Regions from separate parts of the Xenopus tropicalis genome. Here region 2 is linked to region 1. Evidence: chromatin contacts called from public Hi-C data. All regions are on one chromosome and are shown on one strand. The core of a region is the stretch at or near the end of the contact, and the rest is flanking DNA. Distances in the headings are between cores, read along the strand shown. Region 1 holds the start of cfap97d1 (CFAP97 domain containing 1). Region 2 overlaps rasa3 (ras GTPase-activating protein 3).

Region 1 (5,270 bases), core at 1,726-4,225:
TGCCATTTAAATTTGGGAGCCACTGTGCTCCCAAATGGTCAGTCGTCTCGTCCCCCCCTCCCGGGTTTCCCTTAATCAGGGGGTGGCAACCCTACTACTTAAGCTGATTATCACATCTTAATAAACCCATTCCATAATTTCATTAAAATGAGTTGATCTACATATATTATTTTAGTATCTATTAGAGTGTTTTTTACAGCCTTGCAATCACCCTCATAGACCAAACAACACATAAGCAACAAATGATATATAAACCAATCCAGCTTGGATTTAAAATAGAAAAACAAATATTTAGCAACCACATCAAGCTTTTTGCTTTAAAAAACAGATCCTTCTGTCTGATAAATCTGACGTCAGCCATTCCATCTGCTTTGCATGTAACAATATCCTGGCAAATGATCAATGGGATCTATCAATCGAATGACAAATAGCAGTCCATTTTAGGAAGCTAAGGAACGTCAGGAACAAATTCTTGTTCCTCAAAAACATGTTGCTCTGCGTGAATCATCACAATTGTAGAACGCAGAAACGTGACATTTTCTTTGCCAAACATGAGGTTTTCAGACATTTTAGGTTGCAAAAAAATTACAGTTACCTGCATGACATTGTTATACACCACAGGTCTCCTGGCACTTAAATATCTGAACTGTGTTTAGTTGCTCTTGTTTAGTGCGTAAGCTTTATACTTCTGATGCTACATCTGACGTTAAATGTTATTCAAACCCCTTCAGATGTTGCTTGAGCATTAATATAGTACCTAAAAATATAGCCTTATACCCTGTAATCCGTTTAAGTATTCCTGAGTCAGTTGCACAGCGATGGCATACTGTGACTGTAACACAGAAAGAGACCTTTGCTTGTACAAAATATACATATTTTCACACAGTTTTGGGGGCAGAGATATTTTGAGAGTTTTTGCATCTTAATTATTAAGATGACACAATCCAGGCTATAACTGATAAGGGCTTCTGAGAGTTGTAGTTTAACACAATCTGAAGAAGGCATTTGGTAGAATCTACAGGTCTGGATTAGAGCTTTCTCATTACCATTTTAGACTTTGTGTAATGGAATAAAAAGCAATGAGTAAACAAAATGGTCTACAACTCATTACAGTTGAGAGGAGGCTCAGATGCACTGACTACAGTCAAGAGGAGGCTCAGATGCACTGCTCTGAGCCTTCAGCTAGGGGAGTGGAACCAACCGCATGTGTGAGAGCAGGCACTCAAAGAGCAGTCCTCCAGACAGGCATATAACATTAAAGTAGAACAAGAGGTAGACTTATGCATTTCATGTTTTTCTAACATTTAAAACTTAGTCATAGGCCTATAGGCTAAATGTGTAAGAATACCTTTTGTTGTACCTAAACAAAATTTTACCTTGATTTTATACGCGTGTCTGGAGGACTGGTCATTGAGTGCCTGCTCTCACACCTATAAATGGAATAAAAGGGTTACATTTTGTCCAGGTATAGTAGCCCTTAGCAACCAGCTATTCGCTTTCAAACAGTAAAATGTAGCCTGCTTATTGGTTACTGTGGGTTAGTAGACCTTGGACATAGCAGACTTTCAATCTTTTATTACATTACCACCTCTGACATAGAAAAATGAAATCTCTACACGGCCATAGAACATTATGAAAAACAATGCTAAATTCTAACAATTAATTTAAGTTTCTCGAGGTGCTTTCTTTGTAAAGTATAAAATCAAGTGAAGGCTCTGCTTCCCAGCAACATCTGCATAAACTGAAAGCAATAATAATCTTGGAATCTGACACAAGTGTGCCTCATATGCATTCAAGCTGACAGCAGTGCCAAGTTTGCTATTATTTGTATGTTTGGGATAAAAGAGGCACCCCAAGGCTTGTCAGCTCCGTCTCTTTGGTTACAAGAAATAGAAAAAAAAGTGCTCTGAAAAAGCTGAATGAAATGTCACAACACATTCTGAGAATGATAATAGATTTTTAGGGTATTTCATATTAAACATTAATTCAGATGTTCAAACCAAGGCACAAACAGTAGGGCAATGCTCTTAGCAGCCTTTTACTTCCCAATATGCCATCTAATGTATGAGAAGATGCCACACAAAAAATCTCTATAGCCTACAGGGAGGTTAGGGACTATAATTATATATTGAAGTGCCACATCTGACCTGCAGGACTCCTGTTGGACTGCCCTGTGTTCTGTGTTAGGGGCAACTAGCATGACTGAACAAATAAACTGTCATTAAACTAGAATAAAACATGCATGACTTGAAAGATCAAAATGGAAGCTGGGGGATATTGTGGAAGATTTACTAATATATTTATGTTAAAATTGTGTACTTTCACACCTCTTGAGAGAAGATAAGTTGGAACTGCTTTACTTTAAATTTCCTATTCATTACTAATTTACAGCTTTAAAGTAATCACATAATTTTTGGCCAGGTATTGATTGGGGAGGCCTGTTGAGATCCCCATACATGGGCAGATAAGCTGCCGAGTCGGTCTTAAGGACCCGAATCGCAGCTGGCCACCTTTACAGTACATACAGTACTTTCCAGGTTGTTAGGGGAAATATATTGAATTGCTGGAAATCCTTATGTTCGATGTAAAGGTAGATAATAAAAAACTATTCTTTCTTAGTTTTTGGAGCCCTTAATTAACAAAAATTTGCTGGAAAAACATCACATAATTTGGCCTCATTATAACTATATACAGTATATGGCACCAGTAGACATTTTACACCTAATTGGGGACTCACCCATAGCTCCGCTGGAAACACCAAGATATAACAAGGGTTTGTATGAGAAATGTGTTCCATCAACTTTAATACTTTTAAATGCTGTTATTTATATCATTACACTAGACATACCTTTTTTTTATGCTCATCATAGTAAGTTTTATCCCATTTTTGCTGTAAGTATTTATTACCACATGGTAAGATTGGCTGGTAGGATCGATGCATTCTGTCAAAGTGAAACACTTCCCCGCCAGTGAGCAGCCTGTAAGTGTGAGGAGCAGGGAAGCCTTGGAGACTGTGATGTGTTTAAAGCAAGTCATGTGGTGGTTGTCATGGCATTTGTATTGGAGAAAAATGAATAGCTGGTGGTAGCTAGTCAAACACCATGCGCACAGAATAGCAAACAATAACTGTAATTCGATCTGTGGTGTATCCTTGTCACTGATTCCTGATAATGTATTTAATAAAAAGGAAGTTCATATGTGATGCATACAAAAGGAAACATAATACTAATCATCATTTATTGATATAATTTAAAAAAGGAGCAAATATTCAATCTTTGAACATAATACTGGTAGAGAACAGTGATCAATCATGCAAACCTTTGATTAATTATTATATTCTCCCATTTGAGTTAAAAAAAAAGGTTAACTCCTTGTATGAAGGTAGTGGTAGCAGAGTTATGTGTTGCAACACCAGATTGTAGCACCCCGGGGGTGTGTAACTGTAAAACCTCACCAACTCCTGGTGGCAGTAAAAGGGGAATAGATCCTGTGGGGCAGAGCAGAGGCAAGGAAGCAGTCTGGCAGCTTTAATCCTCACTGAGCTTGAGATGCTGGGCTAGATTTTGTATCTGAATGCAATAGACACATTGGATTGTAAACTTTACTGGGGAAGGGGCTGATGTGTGTGGTGCATAATATTCGTAAAGCCATGCAGAATATTTCTTTGCTATATAAAATGAGAAGAATAATGAGCCCTGTTGTTTATACTTTTTTTTTAATGAAAAATATATTTGCAGGTTTTACCAGATAACTGCAAAATCTAAGGACACAACTAAAAAACATATGCAAATGTAACCAATAACAGCAATGAATTTAGCAGGGGGCCTGCAAAATACATTGTTATGTCTCCTTTAGCCTTTATGTGATCCAGTTACCTTCTTATAAGTGAACAGACCTTACTGAAGGTAAAGGATTGTTTTATGAAGACTGGCAGGGTCAGACTGGGGGGTGCAGGGCCCACCAGGGCTCCCACCCCAGGGGCCCTGCAGGTGCCCCCACCGGTCGTGTCCTCCGCACCCCTTAACCCCCCCCGCAGAGCCTCCCTAACCCCCCGCAGGGTCCCTTACCCGACATCCTCCCCTGAGCGTGTATAAGTTTAAAATGTCAGGGGAGGAACGGTCAGCCAGGGGAGCACCTGCAAGGGTCAGGTCTGGGCCGCTGGGGTCCACTAGCGCCGGGGCCTACCGGGTTTTTTCCTGGTATCCCGGCGGTTAAAGCACCCAATCAAGTTCTTAGCCTAAGGGATCATGTGGTACTTTGTGTCCTTATCATTTGTTACTTGTTGCCGTTGCTAGAGTCTTGAAGTCCTGAGTCTGTTTCCACTTAAGGTGTTATGTATTTGCATAAGCTGTATTATGTTTTATAAAGTTATATGCTTTTGAAAGATGTTAGAATGTTGTGGCCTTGGGAAATAGAGGTAGGAGACTGGGAAGCTAATCTCTGTGTGTAAGAAATAAAGATTGTCAACTGTTAAGGGCTCTGGCACACGGGGGAGATTAGTCGCCCGCGATAAAACTCCCTGTTCGCGGGCGACTAATCTCCCCGACTTGCCTACCCCTGCCATCCCACCGGCGAACATGTAAGTCGCCGGCGGGATGGCAGACGCGGTGGCGCGATTTCGCGCAAATTGCCCCGCCGCGTCTGCCATCCCGCCAGCGACTTACATGTTCGCCGGTGGGATGGCAGGGGTAGGCAACTCGGGGAGATTAGTCGCCCGCGAACAGGGAGTTTTATCGCGGGCGACTAATCTCCCCCGTGTGCCAGAGCCCTAAAGGAGACATATTGGATAAATGGAACTCCCAGATGGCCTTCATTCTCATCATTGTGATGCCACCAATGATCTGATCAGCAAGATATCACCCACCTTAAGGTAACCATATGAAGGAAAGATGCTCTCACAGAATGCTCTCACTTTCAATTTATGGCCAGCTTAAGCCCCTGTGCTCTATTTTCTGATCTCCTGGTTTTAAACCCTGGTCTATTATACAGAATTGTTATGCTTGCCTTTCAATGGTCAACAAATATTGACTGTTGCAAAATCCTGGTACAATTAGTGCATAATGGTTTTACTGTCCAGAGAAAATTATAACAAAGTCTCACTTTTGAATGCAACAAGTGTGTCACACTAATAGCAGTATTTCCACTAGTGTTTTGAGTTAACAGGTGCTACTAAATAGTGCCACGTGAACTGTGTGCTAATACTATTATGGGATTTCTAGGGAAATATTTGTGGGATTGAAGAAATTTATTTAGTCTGGTTTTCCAAAATG
Region 2 (5,426 bases), core at 1,895-4,394, 100 kb after region 1:
TCCTTTTACCCTACATTTAATTTAAACAAGAATTTTTCTACTTATATCTCTGTGTCTGAGGTCATGGATGGACTAAAATATTGTACCAAGCCAGCAATTTTTGGGTCTAAATCCACTGGCTGCTTAATACAACACAATATTGTCATTAAAAATATCAGTTTTGGTATGGGCATTATTATAAAAGGGCTTCCCAAATTCTGATGCAGTAACAAAAAAGGAACATCATTTCTATTTAACTCTTTTAGATTGTAAGTGCTTTTGGGCAGGGCACTCTTTACCCCTTGTATCGGTTATTGGCTGCTGTGTATGGAAATTCTTGTTTTCCATATATACAGCCATTTATTGTACAGCCCTTTAAAATATGTTGACTTTTTATTGGATAATGGTGTTCTATGAAAAGGTGTTGATTTCTGGGATCACACAGGAGTTTGCATGTTACCTGCATCCATCCCATTACCAGGGGCCTTAATAAACTCCATAGGACCTACTGTCTGTGTTCTTTTAGGGGTTCAGGGTTTCAAAACTACACAGAATATCATTGACTGCAGAATGTCATCCTAATAAAGACACATATAAACAAATATACTGTGTATTTATAAAGTGCTTTTCTATACAATTCACACCAATCAGTGCATGCACAGGGCATCTGGCAAGCAATTCCTCATTTTGCTTTCTTTAAGAGTTGTAAATGCACAGTTAGGCGATAGACTTATAGTACAACTTTCTATTTTAAAAACACCTGCCTTGACCCTTCACACAACAGCCGGCTGCTATGAATGGCAGACAGTGGGGATATTTAACCCTTGGGTGAGGGTCTTAGACATGCGTTTACTTTACCTATTGGATACTCTCACTGGGTGGATATATTTTATTTACTATTTGTTTCTACAGTGGTAGCACTAATCAATTTGTCAATTCATGTGCAAAATTTGACAAGAATGCTATCCCTGGTTAACATGTTGTGGCCGTGCATATGTGTATGTGTCTTAATGGCATCAATACATTTATGTCTGCTCACATTAGTGTTTGCTTGTTAACTCTGGCTAGTTGTCTAGTCAGCCACATTAAAAAGACGAAAGAAGGTCTTTCTCTCCGAAAATTGCAGCAACAACTATTGCAACTATGTCTTCGCTGTAAGCGTTTCATGTGTGTGAGCAATAAGTACAAGGCTGTTTTTCAGTGTGGAATGTATTTGGTGCAAAGCTTGTGCTGTACATATAACACACTGGCGTTTACTTATTAACCAGGCAGTACAAACTGTTCATTGTTCATAGGATACTCTGCCAAGGCTTATTCCATGAGCCCCCAGGGTTTTATGACATACACTGAGATGTGCAGCTTGACACATGCTTAATGAACTTACCACAGTGTTGGGATATTCCTGGCGCAGATTTGCCCAAACATCTGTCCTTTTCTGGAAAATTACCTATTGTGCACATAAAATATTTAACTGATACATATTGAAGAAGATGAGCAGATTGCTTTACTTTTGTTCTGTAGGGAAAGCCAAAGTGGATGCTTACCCTAATAGCGTACCCTTTATTTCCCTTAAAAATGATAAACCCAGCCAAAGTTTTATTGTTTTTCTTAACCAGAATAACTATCATACCTACAGATAATGCTGAAAAACAGGTTTAAGTTTATGACTCAAGAACAGTGCTACAAAAGTGTTTTAATATGAGATGCAGCCCTGCATACCTTTTGTGTCTGCCTCTGTGTTGTGTGTTGCAAAGTGCTTTGACAGGGAATATGGCATTGCCTTGATCCAACAGAAGAGGGCAACTCTACTCTTGCCTGTTTGGCAAAAGGGGAAATGCACATATGCTGCCAATGTGTGGCGTCAAGAGCAGCAAGTAATAGATGCTTCCCTGGTAGGTGGAATTTTTACCAAACCAGAGTAACTGCAAGGAAATACTAGTTGGCGGCTGGGGTCCCGATGGGTGCCAGACCTAGACTAGTAACTGTGGATTCTGGCAAATGTCAGAGGAGCTGCTATAAGATGCCATAGTCAGTCACTATTTAGTGGGCCCGTGGGGACTGTTTATGTACTTGAAATGCCAGGGCCTATTTTGAGTCCCAGTTCAGCCCTGTTGGGTTCCATACCAACTGGAAGGTCCCCAACATTACAGTCTCTCCTTTTCTTTTAGGTTTAATCAGAGAGAGGAGCTCTCCAACAAATCTGATTGTAAGAAAACAAACTCAGAAACTGCTGTTAAACATTCATATCCAAAACAAGTGAATATAACAGAATATATAGTGGGGCATGGGTCTGTGACAAAGGATTGTGGTTGAGGAACAGATTGTGTGCATACATGTAAATCTCTTTCCACACATGCTTTGTTTTTGCACCTCAGTAAAAAGTACTCCCTGTGTTCTCTTGAGCAAGAGTGAGCAAGCCCGAGGAAAAAAACATGGGGGATAAATTAAAATTTTACAAGATTGCCAAAACCATTACATCTGGTCTGCATGGAAAGCAAGGAATTCCATGAGAACATTCATTATTCATGGAAAAGCCCGAAGCAGTCATTCAAGCATTTGTAAGCCGAACTGACCAACTGTGCATGTAACTAATTATAGCCATATATCAGAGAGCAGGTTAAAGAAGGGTGGCTGCATTAACATCTTCACAACCAGACTGATTTTGGACTGCGGCTCCTGGTACCAACTATATAGCCAAATAGCTCATTTGACCAGCACTGCTTATTAACATTTGTAGTGCCATTCAATGTTATATATTCCCACGAACATAAAGTAGCCGTCCCATCTGGGGCACAATGCCAAAATACAGAGTGCAGACTAATTGTTTTCATTTGTGAAGTGTGGGCTTATAACCTAATAGAAACAGCTCAAACTTGTATTACCAAATGTTATGGAATGAAGCAGCTGTGAAGTGCTGATCAGCTAATTGTTTAATATTTTTGCATGCTTTTCAGTGGCATCTCTGAATAGATTGTGAATACGCCCAGTGCCTTGCATGCATGCATGAGGAATATGCGTGTTTCTGTTCCTTTAAGCAAACCTGTCACTGGCTCTATTTTTTTGTTTTGACAGTATGTTCTGAAATTGTTGCACAGTCATAACGATAATGGTTACACCCTGCCTGGTGCTTCCATTCACAGTACAAATTTTGAGCTTGTATTGGGCAGTTTGCGAAAGTTTCTTCCGGGGCACTAAAATATCAACAAGTCAGACCACAAGCTTCCTCTCCCAGTCACTCACAGGAAACCTCATTTTCCCCACTTGTGAAATGTGTGCTTTATACTGTACTTGGTGCACAGAACTTTATAGGATTCTCTACTTGAGCTGGGTTAAATCCTGCCAGTCATGCCTTGTCTTTTGCATTCAGAACTCAGCCTGATAGTGTTAATAAATCATGTACAGGTATAGGATGCATGATCCAGAAAGCCCTGAATTACAGGAATGGATAGACTCCATTTTAATCAAATAGCTGAACTTTTAAAAATTGATTTCCTTTTTCACTGTGATAATAAAACAGTTCATTGTCCTTGATCCCAGCTAAGATATAATTACTCCTTACTGGAGGCAAAACAATCCTATTGGGTTTATTTAACAATTAAATTATATTTGAGTATGAAGTATGAAGATCCAAATTACAGAAGGATCCCTTATCCAGAAAAACCCAAGTCCCAAGCATTCTGGATAACAGGTCCCATACCTGTATTTTAATTCATTCACTATTTAAAGCAGTTCTTTGCATTGTGTAAAACATTGTTTACTGACATCTTGCTGCAATGTGATTTTTAAAATGGGCCACAACTTTTGGAGTACAACAGACATGGATTTGGGTGCAGCAGCCATGCTAAGCTAGTTGTGCCGGTACAGTGCAGTATGATGGTGTACCTAAATGATTACAGCACACTAATGGCAATTTATATCAGATACATTAATTCATTCTATTTTGTTTGACACACAGATCTGCGAGGCTCATAAACCCTGTGAGATAGATCCGGTAAAGTTAAAAGACGGTGAAAATTTTGAAAACAATAAGGTAAACTGAACCGATCTTACACAGTATGAATTTCTTTATTGCAAGGCCATTTTAATGGAGAGTCATACCATAATGAATGTTTTGCCCATGGTACCTTTCACCTTATTGGAGAAAGGAAAAATAATACCTTTGGGCTTGTTACTATTTGAGGCTAAAAATCGTGTTCAGAAACTAATACAATTTATATTAACCACCCGCTTTTTTTTGCTTTTTTTCCAGTAAGTAGTGCAGTAGGGCCAGCTTTGCACAGCTATTAAAAGATAAGTTAAAGTTTGCAGCACATCTGGTAACCCATAGCAGCCATTCCAGCATATGCTTTTAAGTAGATGACCAGTAAATTCCACCTTCTCTTTGTTTGGTGTGGACTGCTAAACCTGGTGCCAACTTGGCATCACCCCCTTATCCTAAGTAAGGATACAGGGTCATGGATGGCTCTCAACACACTCACATAAAGAGTGAAAACCTTTCCTTGGCTGGGTTCACAAGGGCACTTTAGATTTGCTTGAAAGCTCTCCTTTCCTCAGCCTTATAAAAATAGGACTGTAGCTAATAGGAGGGAGAATTTGTTTGCAAATGTTGGACAGATTCAGTAAATGTATAGAAATGCTTTCCAATTTTAGCTATTGCTGACACAGTTATTGGCCCCAGGAGTTTTAGTTCATGTGATCATAAAATTACCAAGCCATAATGCCACCTAAGGGCAGAGCCGTCTGGTGGTGCTAACCATGGCCAGAACTAGGGTTAGGCAGCATAAACACCTGCCTTTAGGAAGGGGGGGTGCAATTGTATGAAATGATTATTTTAGTATGCATAACAGCACATTATCTTAAATGCTCTTGATGAGACCACCTCCTTGTGTGTCCTTACAGTTTCTGTTTAAGATTATCTGTGTCTGCCACCAATTAATAGAGACAAGGGGTTATGGTTTGCAGGGAGTTTAGATTGCTTCTTTTGCCTTGACTGCTACAACTAATAGACCTGATCTGGATCTATCAGCTTATCACTAATAATTTGTAACCTGCTTGGTAACATGTATTTTCCTGCTTGCCTAGCAATGTTTCTCCCTGTCTGTGTGAGTCTCGCTGCCTGCACTAGAGCTCTAACCTTTGTATACATGCATAGTTAGTTGCTCTCTTTCTAAGTTAGAAAGAAACCACACTCCCATTTTACAGAGGAACTAACCAACAGATTAATATATTATTGTTAAACATTATTTACAGTTTTGGGTTAGTTTATCTCTTCACTAGATACCTTGTGAAATATGTCTCTGAAAGGAATTGTTGTTTTCTCTAAATATATAACGTAAAAGCTCAAGATTTTGTTACATTGTCCATTACTGTTAAAATGTGGGCAGTTTTTATGTTGGGTTTATAGCACAGTAGATGGCAGTGTGAGCTTCAAGATAAGGTTGTGTTTC

What was found. Hi-C and Micro-C count contacts between places; a contact is called where the count stands out from the background.
Region 2: a contact with region 1 is called in a Hi-C map of liver, with 2.4 times the contacts expected there. The contact joins the enhancer-like site here to the promoter of cfap97d1 in region 1.

Annotation. Positions count from the first base shown.
Region 1 is chr2:111,986,473-111,991,742 of UCB_Xtro_10.0, forward strand. cfap97d1 (CFAP97 domain containing 1) reads right to left here and starts at 2,976. Exons shown (of 5, transcript NM_203999.1): 1 at 2,849-2,976.
Region 2 is chr2:112,088,462-112,093,887 of UCB_Xtro_10.0, forward strand. rasa3 (ras GTPase-activating protein 3) reads left to right here. Exons shown (of 24, transcript XM_004911800.4): 13 at 3,935-4,009. Among named protein-coding and RNA genes, the nearest start is that of gas6, 75 kb to the right of the region's middle. Within about 2 kb of position 3,145, at least 3 of the 11 cell types and tissues checked have an H3K27ac peak or open chromatin away from gene starts, as enhancers often do. A contact at or near this core is called in liver, where this site is marked.